2 separate regions of the Drosophila melanogaster genome follow, and region 1 is linked to region 2. Evidence: chromatin contacts called from public Hi-C data. All regions are on one chromosome and are shown on one strand. The core of a region is the stretch at or near the end of the contact, and the rest is flanking DNA. Distances in the headings are between cores, read along the strand shown.

Evidence for each region. Hi-C and Micro-C count contacts between places; a contact is called where the count stands out from the background.
Region 1: a contact with region 2 is called in a Hi-C map of the Kc167 cell line, with 2.3 times the contacts expected there. A contact is called at or near these places in 11 of 107 Hi-C or Micro-C datasets (the Clone 8 cell line, the Kc167 cell line, the ML-DmBG3-c2 cell line and 4 more) and 2 of 7 datasets of targeted methods (both in the Kc167 cell line).

What each region holds. Positions count from the first base shown.
Region 1 is chr3L:13,002,999-13,009,365 of dm6, reverse strand. It overlaps CG11263, which reads right to left and starts at 2,549. Exons shown (of 1, transcript NM_140361.2): 1 at 1,485-2,549. The coding sequence starts at 2,454. The coding sequence ends at 1,657. It also overlaps the pseudogene CR14117.
Region 2 is chr3L:12,784,523-12,791,640 of dm6, reverse strand. It overlaps CG42709, which reads right to left and starts at 1,449. Exons shown (of 8, transcript NM_140343.4): 1 at 1,259-1,449; 2 at 8-206. The coding sequence starts at 60. It overlaps Atg1 (Autophagy-related 1), which reads left to right. Exons shown (of 12, transcript NM_140344.3): 3 at 3,013-3,100; 4 at 3,267-3,392; 5 at 3,552-3,625; 6 at 3,688-3,848; 7 at 3,908-4,044; 8 at 4,105-4,254; 9 at 4,613-5,770; 10 at 5,833-5,969; 11 at 6,035-6,170; 12 at 6,228-7,118. The coding sequence ends at 6,304.

The DNA.
Region 1 (6,367 bases), core at 1,300-3,799, 220 kb before region 2:
CTTAGTTATTTTAATTAAATTACTAAAATAAATTTGAGAATACCCCTTGATAAAATCTTGCAAGTGATTGTATAGAACTAAATAGCTAAAGGCTACATCCTCGTTTAATTTGACGCATATCCGTTCTGAGCCATCAGTCTCGAAATCTGGGGTTATTAATTCGCTTGTATAAAGGCGCTCAGCATGGTGATCCCTCAGGTGCTTCTCCAGGTGCGATTCGTTTGAGAAGGCAATGGGGCAATAGAGGCACAGGCGTTGTTGATGCACACGCATTTCGTTGAGCTTCAGCATCCCAGCTCTCCGTCGAGATATCTTCCACCTTGGAGTGGGTGAGTAGTTTAACTCGAAGTTGGGCTTGGTCCTGGAGTCTGTGGGTTTCGCTAAATCCAGTTCCGCTATGCTCTCGCCCTTTTGCCGTCTGACGTGGCTTCTATGGAGGTTAAGAGGAATGTTAAAACCAATCCTAAGTCACCTAGTCCTTAACTTACTCACTTTAAGCAATGACTTGTAACGAAACTTTCGAGGGAAGATTTTGCAGCTGAATCGATCGCAATTGATGTCCCAGCATGCGTGAGATGAAAAGTTGTCGATGGGAAAAGCCTCCAAGCACGTAGAACACATTTTTGGCTGGCCAGCCAATTGATAGCTTATCTCTTCCTCGTCTCTTTGATTGTGCTCTTCCTCATTTGGATCCTCCAGGGCGAACTCCTCCTTAACCAGATCATTAACATCTAACATAATTACTGCAAGATGGAAGCGTTAGAAATGTAAACGTTTTTTTCCTGTTTTTAAGCTCACCCTCTTATAAGCCAGTCTGGGAATAAGATAAATCTGTGGGATTTTCCGTTTTTATGAAATTTTGACATCTATCCTTAATATGTTCTGTATTCTTTATCATTTGTTCATTTGTATCTTCAGGGTCCGGTTCATATTTGATGGTGTTTTGACAGTGACTTTGTTTTTCTGAATTTTCTTCTAATATTTGTGCTCCTCCAGATTTTCTTAAAAACTTTATTTATTTATTAATATTCAAATTATTTATTATTTAGGTTTTTTGGACAGCTGATCAGTCATTGCTTTTAAGGTGACCAGTTTTTTGACTATCGATCTTCATTGATCGGGCCTCTATCGTTTCGATATCGATATAATTTAAGGGAACAATAAATCATTATTGGGTCATTATATTTTTGTAATGTAATGTAATTGGATAATAAAAAATAAAATATAGTTCCGTTGTGTTTGATCTTTTTTGTATTACATGGGACTTCTTTTAATAAATGTTTCATTTGGGTCTTAAATTAGCTAAAATGTAAAACTGTAAGGGTATGTAAGCAACGGTTTTCTTTTTAGGTATCTTACCTACTTCTTATAAGATATTTATGTATAAAAGAATATTCTTATAAATATATAGAGTCGATGAAGTGGCCGAATGATTACACTTTAGATATTGTATTCTTTTAGTTTCATAAAAAAACGTGATTTTTGAGAACTTTTAAGAAAAAAAATTTTCATTTAATAAGAGAGCATATCATGCAAGTCCCTTGACCTATCATGCTTGACCTCATATATGCATATATGAGACACATATCAGCAGAAGCTATTACATTACATTCCTGCCAAACTAATCCCTTACCTTGCGACCCATTTGGTGCTCTCCTAGATCTGCTCGAGTTCCTTGTCGGCCTTTTTGCAGAATGAATCTAAGAGTTGGAACCCGAAGCTACTGGCAGGTGCCATGTTTATGGCGACGTCGCAGGACCGTAAGCCGTAGTAGCTGTGGCTGAACTCTAAGGATATGCGATAAACCTCGGCGCAAAAGATGTGACTATAATTCAAATGATCGTGCATTATGTGTTGAAGCTGGACCAACTTGGCCAAGTATCTCATTTGACTGTGGGTCAGTGGACGAGCAGTGAAGTTACGCTGCGACTCACAGCCTCCAGTCACCTTCTCCATGGGTAGTCCGAAGACGAGAGATATAGCCTCTGGCAAGGTGTACGGAATTCTTGTGTTGCTGCTCAGGCATACAGCCACAAAGGTATCAAATATTCCTCCCAACGAGATGCGTTGCCTATGCAACAGATGATCGGCGATCCGGTGGCTGTAGTGGATTACCTTGCGCGGCTGATCCGCCTCCAGAATCTTGGCCAGTTCCAGAAATATCAAGCCAAGGGCCTTGATGTCGAAAATGTACGTTCCATTGCACGTGGCTACCACCAAAATAGACGTGGGGTGATGTCGTCCGTAAAAACTGGGCTCCACCAGCAGCGATATGATCTTCTGATCCTTTATGTCCTTTAGTGCACTGTGGTATGTGGTATCCACCTGGTATATCAAAACAATTCGATCTAGTTGCTTCTCCAGGATTTCCAGTTCTCGTTTTCCGAAAGGGTAACGAATGTTTTCCGGGAGACTGTCCAGAGCAAAGCTCTCGTTTCCATCGCTCTTGTTCATTGTAATTTATGCTAATTTGCCTTAAGTTACTTTAAATACCAATTTTAATAGAAACTAACCTTTTCGGATAATAAAAGCTTTGAAAAGAACAACGACAGCAAATTTATCGATATCAAGAATTACATTGGAATCGAGATGGTATAAGGACAACAATTATCAGAACTATCGATTACCTTCCGACTTAGTTGATACACATTCCTCGGTTGGCTTACACACTCACCTCATTTAGCCAGGTCACACACCACACTGAAAAAATTAAATAAAAATCAATAGAGAATGCTATAGTCGACTTCCCCGACTATCTATCAGATACCCTTTACTCAGCCAGTAGAACGAAAGCGAAATTTCATAATTTTTTTGGGATATCGATAGATATTGAAGAATAAAATGAGGAAAAATTAAAAAATTGTGGGCGTGGCATTTCAAAGTGTGGCAGTCGTAATGTTTGAACTTTAGCATTAATTTGAGGTGTCTGTTTAGAAAGCACTTGTATTACTTTCTATTAACTATTAATAAGAAATACATTTTTTAATTACTACTTCCGGAAAAATGTCAAAATGCTTATGTGTGCTATTACTTGCTAACATTTATAGTCTTAAGACGCCCATTACTTAACCAAGTTTAAAGGAGCTTTGCCTTACAGCTCACCTATAATTAAGGGCATAGATAATGGAACTGGATTGGTTGCCAGGATATTGAATCGCTTATGATTTGACCACAAGTTAATCACCGACGATGCCCGAAGATTTGTAGCAATCCGATCGATTTGCTAACGGCCAGCTCACGGCAGGGGCCAGTCTAAAGTGGTCATCACCGCAAAATGGAACAAATAAGTGCTTCTTCGCAAATCCGCACCTTTCGCTCCGGCTAATAATAAAACCCGAAGCGATTGCACTGCAAAAGGTTAATTGGTTTGTAAGCGCATTGGATGGAAAACGACGAAAATAAAAAAGTGAAAGAAGATGGCAAAGGAGGTTTGCACACAATACTGGCCGTAATTCCAGGCAGCTGACTCAATCTAATTGGCGCACGCGGCGCATACTTAATGCGCTTAGATGCGGGCCCAGTGCTCCGCTTTCAACATTGCCATTTATATTGCCATTGGCACTGCAGGAGCCGCTTTGGTCCTTGTAATTAAATCGCGGCCCAGGCAACTGCAACATCACCGAATTGAGCCGTTCAAAGAGCAAATCAGGTTTAATTTTAATGCCCTGCTAAGTAAATTGAGTGTACCAAATATATCGCATTTGCTTATCTTCTTTGGGCTGTTGGATCTGCAAATAAATGTAATTGCTGACATATATGTAGTTAATATATACATAAATTTGGTGATATAAAATAAAATAATACATAAAGTAAATATTTAACTAAAAATGTATACAATACTGTCTTATTTTAAGATATGAATTACTTAGGTATATTTTAAATAATAAATAATTAATAATAAATAAATAAAAAAAAAGTTGATATTTTCTAAAACACGGCACATTACTATAAAGTAAACATTATTATTCCTGAATGTCCAAATCAAAGCAAATAAAGCTTACCTAATTACAAAACTATTGTCGAACAAAAAAAATCTAAGAGGCAAGAGACAAGTTCCCTATTATAATTAATATCATAAACAGCATTTTTCCATTGAATAATGAGGCAAATAACCAGGACTTTGCTTCAAAGCTCCCTTTTTGTTTAGTTTGCGTTTTGTTTCCGCTTTGCGCGTTGTCAATTATTGTTGCATACTTTGTGGCGAACAATGCAAAATGGTTAATGAGAGTGGTGGTGGTGGTGGCCCTCGGGTTTTACGGGCATTTGCGGGGTCTTTGGTTGGTGTTACAGGCTAACAAGAAAATCCCTCTATGCCAACACGCGTACACCGTAATTAAGAGACACTCCACTCCATTCCGTTCATCGGGGACGAGGCCGTTGGCCCTGGGCCGATGGGGAAACAATGGATGAACACACGCCGGGCCCGGCTTTTCCCCTTGACAAACCCCGATGCTGACCCAATTAGTGGAAGCCGGTCGGCATCCTTCCTCCGAATCTTCGATATACACGCTTTCGGATCTTTCTAGTTGCCAGGCCTGTGGGTTGCCACGTTAATTAAATTATCACGTGTCAATTAATGTAGCCAGGCCGAGCGAAACGCATCTGGAAAAACCATTCACTTTGACGTTCGGCAGCGTAACCGGTACTGGTACCGGAATACGGTGCGTATGAGCGATCCCTGCGAACAATTAGTTGACGCAATTTCTCATATGCTAACACCTCTCGTTGTCGCCGCAATGCAAGCGAAGCCCCGGCGATATAAGTTGTAGCTCAAAAATCCTTTTGATGATGTCCTGTCAAAGCGGTTCTCAGCTTTTATAACCAGTTTTTGGATGGTAAAAAAGGAGGATTTTTAACAAGCGCTTCGCGTATTTTTTCCCTGTCACCTGCAGTACCCTGAACAACATTTAAAAAATGTTAAATACAACAGTATACCATTAAATTTGAATATGTATATGAAATAACTTTTCGGCTAGTTTTGTTTAAACTTTAATATATTTCACATTTTTCGAAGTTTAAAGGTTTGTAGTGAAGCGATTATAATTTCTATGTCATTCAATCGTTTAATTAATTTTGACCCTAAGCTGGAAAAATAAAGTCTTGAATTGTGAAAATGCTCTGGGCCGAAAACGAATCAATTAGCGTTGGCAAACTAAAACTACAACAACAACATTGGACGGTCTTCAGGTAAAATCTGAAATGACCGCGAGGAATTATTTTTGATGGATAAACTATACAAAAAAACTGAAAACAAAAGAACCTAAAATGTTATAAAATATAAATAATCTTTTAACGGTTCAGCTTACAAAAACAGCAAAGAAATACGATTTATGCAATCGTTTTGCCACAATCGATTTGCCATTCCATGGAAAATGCTATTTATTTAATATGCAGCCAAACAAAATCGCTGCCAAAAGCATATTTCACACCTAACAAGCTTACAAGCTATGTAGTATTATTGCTGTTGCCGGAAAGGCCGCAAAACCGCAAAATTTGTGTTACATTTGCAGGCCGCTGTGTCAGCGAATTGTAATACCCCTTTGCCACTCGCACATGTAGCTATTATTTCTTTCCCAATTTTTTTTTTTTTTGTATTTGGCAGCACTTCGTTGGAGGTCCTGTGTGGCGGTTGGATTTTTTTCCCGCTTAATGGCATACTTCTGGGCACGGCGCCAACCACCTGTGAGGAGGAAAAGGCAAGGGGCGGTGCGGTGCAATGGGTCTCAGGTGCGAAGTATCAGCGAGGCGTTATTATCGCCATTGCAGTTGTCCATAATGGTTTCGGCCATAAGCTCGGCTTGACGCCCCGCAGGACAATTGTCCTCGCTTGCCGGCGGCATAAACATTAACACGCATTTTTATCGCCCCGGCCCCCAATCCCATTCCTCGGCGAATTCCGTCTGCAATGGCATTTGAATGCCCTTGTGGGGCAGCCACTGCCATTAAAAAACCGATTTCCTTCATATTGCCATAATAGGGCTGGGAAAATTTCGATAATCTGCGTCAAAATCTGTTTATTGGTTTGTTTGGTTAGTTACATACAAAAGAAATAATAATTCAAATGCGGTAGCAAACATTAGTTTAATAAGTCTTATAATAAGATTTAAATTAGAGATTATTTTACAAAATAATAATCATTGGGGGTATTTATGTTTCTGGTGTTTATATAAATATGTTTGTCAAGTATTTTGATGTACATCTATTAAAAAATCGATATTATATCTAATTTATTTATAAAGAAATGTAATAAACAGGAATAAATGTAAAAGAATTTCGAGTAGGTACTTATTATTTAGAAATGAGCACTTTATCTGATCAGCGAAGCTTTGATATTCCAGTGATTTCAGCCCTTTCATGGTAAGGAATT
Region 2 (7,118 bases), core at 200-2,699:
TTTTTACCTCACGCTTAGCAAAAATATCAGCAGTAATCCAAACTTGTAGTACACGTGCATTATTATGAATTATTTGTTTACTGATATTTGTTTAGCTTTGTTTTCACTGCGTCTTCAAGGCGTCGTGTTGTTTGTATTTGTGTTTATCTCAGGGTTTTCATAGCATTTTCGTCGTTTTTGCCAAACTTGATGTGAAAATTTTCAAGCTGAAAATAGATTTTATTAGGTGTTAGGGGCCTATTTTTGCACCGCTATTCTCGTTTCACTTTGCACTTTTAATATTCATCTGTTTTGCTTTGAAATTACAGCTTCAAAGTTGATTAATGTCCATTTACATTTGCCGGCTTACTTTTGGCAAAAGTAAAATAATTATTTTTCACTCCGCTCGCACAAACTTTTCCACTCGCTGCCGATTCTCGAATGAGCAAAAATTCGCCAACAATTCCCATTCCGTTCGACTGACTGAACAGGTGTGTGTGTGAGAGCTTCGAAGAGCGGCAAATATTATCTCTTTTTCTTTACTCTCACTCTCTCTTCCAAACTCTCTCATGTTAAGTTTAATGTTTAGCCGTGGTTATCTTATCAGTTTTTAATATTTAATTGCTTTGTCTCATACCCTCGCGATTTCTGCTTAGCTTTTAACCAACTTCTGACTTACTAATCGATTATTATCAATAGTAACAATTATGGAATTCATGTTTTCAATGAAAACAGAAAGAGCAAACTCACACTTTAAGCACCGTAAATAAAGGCTAATCGGTTTGGGTAATCCTATCTTAATTAATAAGCATTACATCACATTAGAAATTAAAATTTCAATTGCCATATTTTCAACATAATAACTTAAGCAGCAGATTTGGAAGTACAAAGAAATCTTTAGGACGGCTTGTAATATTAATAAAATTAATTACACACTTGTCTGATTAGAATTAACGCCGATCGTAATGAACTTTGCTTTGGACTTGACTTATAAGTCGGTCGGCCCGCCTTTTGATATGAAAAAAGGGAAGCTTTCACAGTTTATTTACATAATTTGCTGGAAAAATGTGAAACACTTGGCTGGCTGAATCATAGCGATTAAATTGGACGTGATTTGAGTGAAAAGTTTGTTTGAATATTTGTTTCACCGAGTGCTAAGTTAAACTCTTGTTTTAATCCCGTTTCTAGGTCTTTGTGTTGTGATTGCGATGAACAATGTATAGCAGCAGCGTTCTTTTTATCGCCTAGAATATGTTGACCTTTAGTCCACTGCGCTTACTTCGAATGACACGCGTCGTCGTTTTTCTCGATAATATATGTACTAAATTGGGTATTACACTAGAGAGTTTTCTCATCGAATTCTACTGAATGGAGGAGTATCGCGTTTAAATTATACTTAATGATTTGCTAACTTGGCTTTTTGTTGTCGCGCGATAACGTGCGACTCATGCCACCGTCGATTTGAGAATGAGCTGCGAACGGAACCGCAGAAGTTGCGAGCTTAAAAATTGAGTAAGTTGAAATAGAGCGGCTGAAGAGAGTCTTCTCTTAGCTTTCGAATCGCTCTCTTCACACTTGATTCTTCAAAATAATATTTAAAAAAGAAAGAAAAAACAGAGAAGCCCATTAATTACGCAAGTGCATTTTTCAATAAATCGCTGACTCATGGGCACTTGTTGCCGGGAAATGGCATTGCATATAATTTAGAAATTGTTAAAAAGCCCCAGAGGAAGAAAAACCCTCTTCGTTGCGAGTATTCCACCATTTCCTTCAAACTTTTACTTTTATGTTTATGTTTATGTACTTTACATGTCAATGACTTTTTGTTTAATGTTCTTCGCTCTTCGCTTCTCTTCGGCGATTTTAGCGATTTCACAAAAAGCGAGTGCAGTGAAATCTTTTGTCATTTCAAATTGGCTGTTTAATTGCCTAATGTTGCTTTGTTTGCTCATTAAACTGTAAGTGGTCCATATATTTTCTCATGAAAAACAAAAAATCCATAAAAGCGGATAAAAATGTTCGCCGCGCACATTACTTTTGTTGGTTTTTGGTGGTTGTGTTCGTGTGGAATTCTATAGTCATGTCTTCGATTGGCGGCCTCAAGGTCAAAAATCGCAAATCCTTTTAGGCAACTTGCTCAGGCCAAAAATATAACGGCATTTTGGAGAGACAGGGGTTCGTTCTCTTCATTTACATTTTAGCGAGGGCTGCTTACAAAGTTCTCCCATATCGGGATATTCTATTTTCATTTTCAAGTTTTTCAAAAACTTCTTCATGATAACTGATATTCCTTTTTGCTGTTTTCGAATGCTTAGAGGTTTATATTTTATTTGAACATTTTGTTGCCTTTTGTTTAGCATTCACTATCATATACTTTATCAATGGCTTATTATTATAATATTATATTATATTATATATTAAAAGAGAAAATTATTAATTATTCTCAAATGAGTATGGAAAAATCACTGCAGTGAACGGGCATTTTTAAAAAACCTAACTGGTGCTTTACTTCAAAGATTAAAGATTACATGGAAGTGTATTTAAAATTCCAAGTGTAAATTCCCCTAGCATATTCAATATTCTATAGCTTATTTTTACCCCAACTCTTTCTCCGCATCTGCTGACATAAACCGGAACAGAACCTTTGTTGGGCAAACGACAAAAGAAAAGCAGCTGGCTGTCTGGGCTGATCCATAAACATATTTCCCTAATTCCAGTTCTTGATTCAGAAAATTGCCATAAATCATATTCGCTTTGACCTTGCCGTTTTCTATGATTGACTGGGATTTGCACAAAAGTCGAGCGAGCAGCTGGAAGCTAAAAGATGGAAAGACCGACTGAATCAAATCTCGGGACTCTTTCATTTTCGCACTGATTGGACTTAATTCGTTTGCATGGGTTGCATTCTGCTTTTGAGGTCTTTTGGGGTCCCAGAAGATTTATATGCGCGCTGAACTCTTGACTCGTGGGGGTCTCTCTTAATTTAATTTCCCAATCAGCTCCACTCACGCTCTTCATCCTTTCTCTTTACAGTATTGCAATGGCGGCGACTTGGCGGATTATCTGAGTGTCAAGGGGACGCTCAGCGAGGATACCGTTAGACTCTTCCTCGTGCAACTAGGTGAGATTCGAAAATCCTATATAAGGGGTAGCCCTAACTAATAATTGTCAAAGATCAATATAAATTGTAACATTAATATTACTTTAGAACAACGAAATGTATTATAATTAAATATCAGAAGATCGGAAGTTAAAGTATACCATTATTTCCATTTCCCCAATTCTAGCTGGTGCTATGAAAGCACTTTATACCAAAGGAATTGTGCATCGTGATCTCAAGCCACAAAACATTTTGCTATCGCACAATTATGGCAAAACATTGCCAGCTCCATCGAAAATAACCCTGAAAATTGGTAAGTTTTGTAATCTTGTAAAATCTAAAAAACAAAATCTGTTAACTCTTTTGAAAGTTGTTACTTAAAAAAGTGGTTATTACTACGAAATCTTCATGTAGTCAAATACTTTCCCTGCTACTTGTTACTTATACTGCCTGCAACTTTTCTGTATTACAGCGGATTTTGGGTTTGCGCGATTCCTGAACGAGGGCGCCATGGCAGCCACTCTGTGCGGCTCTCCCATGTATATGGTAATTAAAAACTACCAAAATTCGAAATATAAAGTATATTATGGTATATTTAATTTCCAAAGGCGCCCGAGGTGATCATGTCGCTGCAGTACGACTCCAAGGCGGATCTCTGGTCGCTGGGAACGATTGTCTACCAGTGTTTGACTGGCAAGGCGCCATTCTATGCACAAACGCCCAACGAACTGAAGTCCTACTACGAGCAGAATGCTAACCTGGCACCAAAGTAAGATACCTTATAATTACAAAAACCGAAGAAGGATATTTAACGCTCTTATTTCGAAGAATTCCAAGTGGCGTGTCACCGGATCTGAGGGATCTGCTGCTGTGCCTGCTGCGCCGCAACTCCAAGGATCGCATCTCGTACGAGAGCTTCTTTGTTCACCGCTTCCTTCAGGGCAAGAAGGCGGCCGTGTCGCCAGGTGAGCCTAGTCAAGCAGCCAACCTGCGACGACGAGTCTCTAAGAGTGGTGTTCTTCCAGTTGACATGCCACCGCTTGGCGGAACACCACCTGCCAAGGCCAAGAGCCCCTTGCAGCAGCAGCTGGAGCAGGAACTGAAGCTGGTCAAGCTGGCCGAGCAACAGCAGAAGGAGCGCGAGGAGCAGGAGGCCCAGGAGGACGAGAACACGGGTAGGTGTTTCAAGCAGGGTCCCCAATCTGGTATTTCTGAGCACAAACATTTGCCAATTAAAAGCTTTCTGAAAATCTCAAACCGACATCGTTTCAACAAAAACTCACTTAACTTGAAAGCAGGTGATAACTCTTTGAGGAATCAAAGAAATTAGCACTATAGCTTTATTTACCAACATTGTGTTAATTTCAAAAGATGTTTAATAAAACGAAAAAGTGTGCCATATTAAGCATTTAAAACGTTACTCAAATTAGTTAAGCTGTGCTTTGATTAATTGTTTACAGCAAAATCAATTAATCATTGAAAATGAATAATAGGAAACCACATAAATGATCGCTCCTTATTTTATATTTTTAGTGTCCGTGGTGGCCAATCCGGCCATTTGTGCCACCATCACCAACGTAGGTGTCCTGTGCGACAGTGAGAACAACAGCGGTTCTTGCAGCTCCCACGAGGACTCCGATGACTTTGTGCTGGTGCCAAAGAACCTTCCGGAGGACCAGCGACAGGGTCTGGCCCAAGTCCAAGCCCAGCCCGCTTCCGGTGGCCAACGTCCACAGCAGCAACAAAATCAATCCAGTCCGCCACGTCCCAGCAGTCTGCCCATCTCTGAACCCAAACCAGTACCGGCTCCCGCTCGGCGGCAGGTGGCCAGGCCCGGGCCGTTAACGGTAGCCACACTGGGTGGCCAGCAGATACCCCGATCGCAGCCAATTAGCGTAAAGCAACCGCGACCGGATCAGCGCAAGAGCAGTGTGAGCAGTGACATTAACTCGATCTCACCGCCGGCGGTGCAGTTTGCCATTGGAACGCCGCCTACACGTATGCGTTCTGCCTCTGGTGGATCGCTGTCGGAGACACCGCCGCCGCATGCACCGAGCACCTGGCAGGTGTCGCCAGGACACTCGCAATCGCCGTTGCGTCGAAGCGGCAATAGCTCGCCAGTTCTGCCATCCGCTGCGCTTACCAAATTGCCCACTTTGGGCAGTCCAACAATGCTGGTGGCGCCGGGATCATTGGGCTCGATTGGTTCGGCGGGCAGTGGATCGGAGAACAACAATCAGCATCACATGCTGGGACCGCGAGCTTTTACGCTGCCCGAACTGGGGGCCACTGGTGGCCTACATAGTCTGCTGGACACAGGAGCCGGCGGCGGTGGGGAACCACATGCATTCCAGGCCCCAGAACTGTCCGAAGAGACGCTGATGGATCGCGAGCACAACGAGACATTGTCCAAGCTGAACTTTGTGCTGGCGCTCACCGATTGTATCCAGGAAGTTGCCGATTCGCGATGCGCACCGCTCTCCACGTTCATGGTGGCCGGCAGTCAGTCGGCGGCGCAAGCGGCGTCAGCGGATGCACAGCAGATACCGCCGCACGCACCTGAGCACTGCAAACGGGCCGAGCGCCTGGTGCTGCTCGTCCGGGGACTGCAGCTCCTATCGTCCGGGATGAATCTGGCTTCCCAGCAGCTAAGCAATGGCCAGCTAAAGCCGTCGTCCAATGTGAAGAATGGTAAGTCTGCAGATTAACTTATTGCAGCCACATCCTTTTTAATGCATTTGGTTTACCCCTAGCTTTGCTCACCATGAACGCCAAATACCGGAGCATGCTGTTCGAATCGAAACGCCTCAATGGCAGCGGACTATTGCAGAAGGCGAATGCATTTAACATAACGGCGGACAAGATTCTCTATGACTACGCACTGGATATGGTTAGGAATACATATTGTGCTTCCTAAGTTTACCCAATAACTAACGATTTCTTAACCCTTTTCAGTGCCAGGCCGCTGCTCTGGATGAGCTACTGAAGAACACGAAGAATTGCTTCGAACGTTACAACACGGCACACATTCTGCTTCATTCGTTGGTGCAAAAGTGCAATCATCCGCAGGACAAAATGATGCTGAACAAATGTAAGTCATTACTTATTAACTCAATGGAATATTTAATAATTAATTATAATCCATTAGATCGCGATGCCGTTGAGAAGCGTTTGAGCATATTGCAGCAGCATGGCTATATATACATGACCGATGAGAATGCTTAGTTACTCGGGCGGATAGAGCTATATTCCAACCATGAAGCACCGGCAATCTTCACAACATCAACAACATTTCCTTAAGTTATTCACCGTTTTCGTTGGGAGTGCAAACATGTGATTGAAACAAAAACTACACTATCCATACATAGACATACCTACAAATAATTTAACAACCATTCACACCTAATTTCTGGCCTTCAAAGTTTCCCAACAAAAAAAAAAAGAAAAAAACAGTCCAATGTAAATAGTTTGAGCTATGCAGATGTATGTAGTTTTTGTTTTTCTATATAATTTTGGCCCTTGCGGCAACCATAATTGTTAAAGCTTATAACGAGTGCAGATGCAACATGAATAAGGGCAGACAAGAGTCCATATAGTCGTAAGATAACCATAATATTATATATATGTTTACATATATGTACAACACGAAAGCTAACCAAGCAAACCACATTACATAACGTAAAGGGCAATATGCAAGCCAAACTCAGTTTAAATCTATGTTTAAAGGAGGAAGCGGGAGAACCCAGATCCATATATCATGTGCTAGAATTTCTCCGTAGTTTTAATGCCTATTTTCTTATTTAACAATCTAATATTCCCCTATTATTATATTATAAACATACCATACAATATTGATGGCTGCACTACACAAACATGTTTACAATGTGCTATGTTCATAGTTTTTAGTTAGGTCTTTTCTAAAACAACTTTAAAGATGTATTTAATTTTATGACAAGAAATTTATATTTTAAAGAAACTTTTTAAGTTTTTCTACAAGCAAAGCCCACAAAACTTTCGAAAAAATCTATATATGTATATG